Regions from separate parts of the Cricetulus griseus genome. Here region 2 is linked to region 1. The links are chromatin contacts, called in public Hi-C maps. All regions are on one chromosome and are shown on one strand. Each heading gives the region's core, a stretch centred on a gene start, on an enhancer-like site or on the middle of the called end of the contact. The rest is flanking DNA. Distances are from core to core; before and after follow the strand shown.

Region 1 (2,700 bases), core at 111-2,610:
TTTACCCTTTCACCTTACATATCCCGAAACAAAAGACTTGCCACTCATGGCCTTCCCTGGAATGTTGCTGTGCTTCAGATTTAAACTCAGCTCCAGAGGTTAGGACGGAACATCGGAAGGCCTACTATGAGAGGGACAAGATTATTTAGGGTGCACAATCATGAAGACCTGAGTTTGACCCCCAGTATCCTTGTAAAGAAATAAGCACAGTGGCACATGTTTATCCTCCCAGCACTGGGAAGATAGAAGTAGGTGGCTTTCTAGAGTTCTCTGGACAGCCAGCTTGAACTAATTGGTGAGCCCCAGGCTCCACTGAGATACCCTGTCTCAAAAAGCAAGGTGGTCCTTGCCGGAAGAATGACATCCGAAGTTAACTGGTCTCTGGCCTCCACATGCACACGCATGTATACACACATGTATACACATACACAAACACATATGCACACACACATACACACTTCTGCAACAGACACATACACACAATCAGTAACAATGAAAACAAGTCTTGGTTGAAGAACATGCAGGCCATACTTAACCAATGGATGGCTCTGACTGTGGCTGGGTCACATAAAACAGACTACATTATGGAAGATCTACTGAAAGGCAGATTGTAATTGTGTTGACTTCAAGAAATGTGAAAGGATTAGCCACACAGGGGAAAAAACCCATTCAACCCCCAGGGAAGGGATCTTAAAAGTCATCTCTCAAAGTGGCAACAAGATAAAGGCAGATGGCCACTTAATTGGGTTTGGGGTATCATTCATTGCTTTCCTTTCAGTCTTTGTGTATGATAATATCATGCAATGTCAAAATGTATGAACTTATGTGTGTGTGTGAAATTTTGCATGTGTATAAGCGTATACGTGTGTATAGGTCCATGTTCCAATGTATGCATATGCATGTAGAAGCCCAAAGTTGATGTTGGATGTCTTCCTCGCTCACTCTCTACTTCATTATTGAGACAGGGTCTCTTACTGAACCCGAAGCTTGCAGAGTCAGTTAGTCTAGCTAATTAGCTTGTCCCAGAGATTCCATGCCCTTGCCTCTGGAATGCTAGAATTACAGGCAACTGCTTGTGGTCCTCATGCTTTTATGCAAACACTTTATCCATGAGTCATCTCTCTTGATCTACCTTGGTTTTTGATGTAGGGTCTCTCACTGGCCTGGAACTTGCCAAATAGTCTAGGCTGGCTGTCCAGTGTGTCCCTGTCTCTAATTCCCCAGCACTGAGACTACCACTTGCCTTTTGCACATGGGTTCTGGGGATTAACCTCAGTTTCTCACGCTTGTGATTCCAGCAATGACAGGACAGGGGGTGGAGACAGGAAGCTCTCTGGGCTAGTCCAGTATCAACATTGTGACTCATATATAACTACAGTTCCAGTGGATCCTCTCCTGACCCCTGAGGGCTTTTGCACTAATATGGCGCACAGACAATCATTAAGATAAAACCAAATAAATATTTTTTAAATGGAAGGAATATCAATAATAGGTTTTTTTGAAGTATCAGCAATTATTACTGCTACAGAACAAGTCTATATCTTTACAAAGAGACCTTCTGTACCTGACAGTGTATTAGACATCTGGGGACCAAGTGGTAGAGAGGGTAAGGTGATTTCTATTTGCAGGAACTTGGGGGAAACCTATGAGCTTTTTTTCGTTATAGAAAACCTTCACAGACTTGTCTATTTGGGACATTGTCTCCCTATTATGTGGTGACTCCATTTAGATTCCTTTAATTATATTACAGGAAGCTTCTATAGCAGTAGGTTTCCATTTGACTTCTCAAAGATCCTTTAATGTTAAATATTACTCCATATATCCCCTCCTCTACCTGCTCTTCCATCCCCCTGCCTATTTAATGCTCCTAGTTTCCCCTTTATCTTTTTACAACACTGTACTCTATTTCCCCTTCCTTAGAAGATTCCCCTCTCCCACCCATCCCTTATTAACTCCCTATGGTCTATGGCTATTTTAAATAAAACACACATATCTAAAGCACAAAAGCTAACACCCATGTATAAGGAAAACATGCAATGTTTATCTCTAGGTCTGGGTTACCTCATTCAGGATGGGTGTTCCCTGCTCCATCCATTTACTGGCAAATTTCATAATTTATCTTTTAACAGCTGAATAATATTCCATTGTATAAATGGACCACATTTTCATTATCCATTCTTTAGTCAATGGAGCTGGATGCTTCCACTTCCTGACTATTGTGAATAGAGCAGCAAAGAACATAGATGAGCAATTATCTCTGGAGTAAGATGAAGAGGCCTTACAGCATTAGGTCAAGGAAGCTGCAACTCAGTGTCAGCTTGGCCAGATTCCCAGGCATTTGTGTCTGGACCAGTTATGCAAATCCTCTGTATCTGCAGTCTGGTGTGAGACTGTTAGGTGAGGATGTTAAGTACACAATGCATGCTAGTTATCATTACCATTACTTTATAAGGAAAGGTGGTATGATTTGAGTGTAAAGTGCTCCCTGCAGTTTCATGCATTTGAATACGTGGTCCTTGGTCAGGGCTCTACTTGGGGAGGTTGTAGAAACTTCAGGAGTTGGCACCTAACTGGAGGAAGTGGGCCATTGGAAATACTGATGGGGTGGAGGTTTTGTCTGTGCCAGCTTTTGCTGGAGCTCTCTTTGCTTCTGGATCCATGAAGATTTAACAAGCAAAGTCCCAGATTCCCTCTACCATG
Region 2 (2,783 bases), core at 246-2,745, 440 kb before region 1:
TCTATTTATTAACTGTCAGGTTGCCTGGGTGATGGGGCAAAGGATGGCATTGCCCAACAACACAGAGGATACACATGGGACATGGACTCACACTATAGGTTCATCATTGCTTGTTTCAAATTCAAATTTAACCGGGTATTCTTTGTTTTTACTTATTCAACGGGTACCAGTAAACTCTAACACATGGCCAGTAAAATTACAACCAAGGGTAGAAAACACTGAGCCCAAATCGCTTTGCCAACCAGTAATAATATGAGGTCATGGCTGGAGCTCAGTTGGTGGAGTGCCTGCCCAGCATGCACAAAGCCCTGGGTTCTGGCTCTAGCAGAATCAAGTAAGTCAAAACTGGTGGTATACACTCATAATCCCAGCACTCAGGTAGGAGGCAGAGGCAGGGAGATTACAAATTTGAGGTCATTCTCTACTACATATTAAATGAAAGGCCAGCTTGGGCCATGTAAGACTCTGTCTCCCTCTCTTTTTTATCTTTCTCTGTGCCCCCCCACCATATATGAATGGGCAAAAAGAGTTAAAAACATGACCATTGGCATGGGTCTCAGTGCTGCAGAGCTAGCCCACATGTGTGAGGCTCTGCGTTCCCCTAGTACTGTGGCCCTCCTTCATATACCATTTTTAAAAGGCCTTGTATCAGGCTTCTCCATTGTGGGTGACTTCCAAAACTGCATTGACTATGTGACCTTGTTTTTGTTGGTGTGTCTGAACACTTATCCTGGGTTCTCATTCTTGTATCTAAAATGGGCACAGAAGACACTCAGCCCTCTTGTTAAGTGTTGGCCCAGCCCCAGGTAGGGCCGCACCTTTTGGTGTCTGAGACAAAGGCAAAACCAGTCACATCAGTCATATCAATCCTGTCTTTATTTAAAATCTTTTTTTAAAATCATAGAATCTGTGTGTATGTGTGTATATATAAATTTTGATTTTATTAAAGAGTGTGCTAAAAAAAAATCTTGCCAGTTAGGCTTGTTTGATTTTTTTTTTATCTGAGAAAATACCTTACATTACATCAATCTTTGCCTTGGCATTAGGTGACTATTAAATGTTAATATTTAATTTTTATCTTACTGATATTTAAATTTAACGCTGCTAAATGTTATCAACTCTCTTCTTTGAAGAGTCCCATTAGAATCAAAAACAAAATCTGCCTTACTTTGTCCCAGGAACTGGCAATTGCTATTTCCAAGGTCTTAAACATTATTGAACCCTTATAATTTTCTGTTACCAATTCTTCTCCCTTATAAATGCGATGATTTTAAACACAGAAACAACTTCTCCAAGAACAAAGCCAATGATCACAAGTGTTGGGAATTAGAAAGTAGAAACTGGGTTTTTTGTTTAGTTTTGTTTCCTTCCACCTGTAGCCTGTAGCACCTTGTTCATAGAATATTGAAAAGTCTGAATTCAGGCCAGGGCAGCTAGGAAATCATGCCTGCAGTAAAGCAGGAAGGCCTCTAGGTGTCCTTCTTAACCAATATTGTAAGCTCGGGAAGTCTAGCCACAGCCGAAATAACAGAAGAAACTTGGCCTAGCCTAAAAGATTCTGTTCAGATGAAGGGCTCACATTGAGCCAGCCGCCTTCTCCGTGGATGGGAAAGGCAGGACACCATCGGTGTGCCTCTTCGCTGCAGACATCTCCCTCCTGTGTGGTACTGTCCCAGCTACCCCTAGACAGAGGCTTTGGCAATTAGGTTTTTCTGGTGCTAGGTCTCAAAGAAACCCAGGACACTTGGCTGAGGTGCTTATTAACACATCAAAACAGATGCTGGCTAGCTCTCCCAGCCTTCACTCAATACCTGTGGCTCCTCCCATCCCGCCCCTACCCCAAGCCTCTCCAGCCCAGAGGCCGGCCTCCTTTCTCCCAGACTCTGATAGCTATATAACTAAACCATTTTGGTTGGCTACATGACCTCTTGGTCCTGGTTTCTGTCTTGGCTACTGGTTCCTCTCTTGGCCCGCTTTCTCCTGCCTCTCCCCCCCCCAACCCCAGTTCAGTTTGGACCCTTCCAGATGCCTCTGGCTGCTCTCTTCCCTCATATCTACAGTAAACCCATCTCCTCAACCGTTTCTATCTAGGAGAGGTCATGCCTCCCTTTTCATTCACCTTGAATCCCAGATCTACAGGACGCTTCCTCTACGGTACTGAATCGTTTTGTCCTAAGCGTTGGTTGATTCCACAGCCGCCCCCTCCCCCGGAAAAAAAATTCTAAAAAATTGGTACTTAGAACTCTTTCCCAATTTTTAACTGGCCTCGTGTGTGTGTGTGTGTGTGTGTGTGTGTGTGTGTGTGTGTGTGTGTGTGTGTGTGTGTGTTTTTCCAAATCTCACTGCCCCACTTGTTTGCTTTCTTAGGTGCGTGCTGCTTGTGCATAGAAAGGGCAGGAACTTGTCTTTGGGCCAACAGCATGACCTGACCCAGCATGAGCTAGGGAGGTGCCGGGGCGTGGGGGGAGGGGGAGGTGTCTGGGCGTCTGATTTAAGGTGGCATTTACTCTTGAGCTCTCACCGGTGTGCTTTGCCCTGGCCTTGCGGTGCAGCTGAGGCAGGAGGAGGTGGAAAACAACTTCCTCACCTTACTCAAGTACAGTCTTCCTACTCAGTGGACTCTGAGCCGCAGGAACTCACAGCTTCACAAAACTTACCTCTTCTACTGTGGTACCTGGAATCCACCCCTGAGTGCTTCCTAACTACACACTGGAGCAAAAGACTAACTTCCATGAGCTTTGGTTTGGGATTAATAATGGTGGCTTTACTGTGATGAATAAATA

Evidence for each region. Hi-C and Micro-C count contacts between places; a contact is called where the count stands out from the background.
Region 2: a contact with region 1 is called in a Hi-C map of liver, with 2.8 times the contacts expected there. The contact joins two enhancer-like sites. A contact is called at or near these places in 2 of 8 Hi-C or Micro-C datasets (the CHO-K1 cell line and liver).

What each region holds. Positions count from the first base shown.
Region 1 is chr8:46,190,736-46,193,435 of CriGri-PICRH-1.0, reverse strand. No RefSeq gene overlaps it. Among named protein-coding and RNA genes, the nearest start is that of Mitf, 68 kb to the right of the region's middle. Within about 2 kb of position 1,360, at least 1 of the 6 cell types and tissues checked has open chromatin away from gene starts, as enhancers often do.
Region 2 is chr8:46,634,488-46,637,270 of CriGri-PICRH-1.0, reverse strand. No RefSeq gene overlaps it. Among named protein-coding and RNA genes, the nearest start is that of Lmod3, 34 kb to the left of the region's middle. Within about 2 kb of position 1,495, at least 2 of the 6 cell types and tissues checked have open chromatin away from gene starts, as enhancers often do.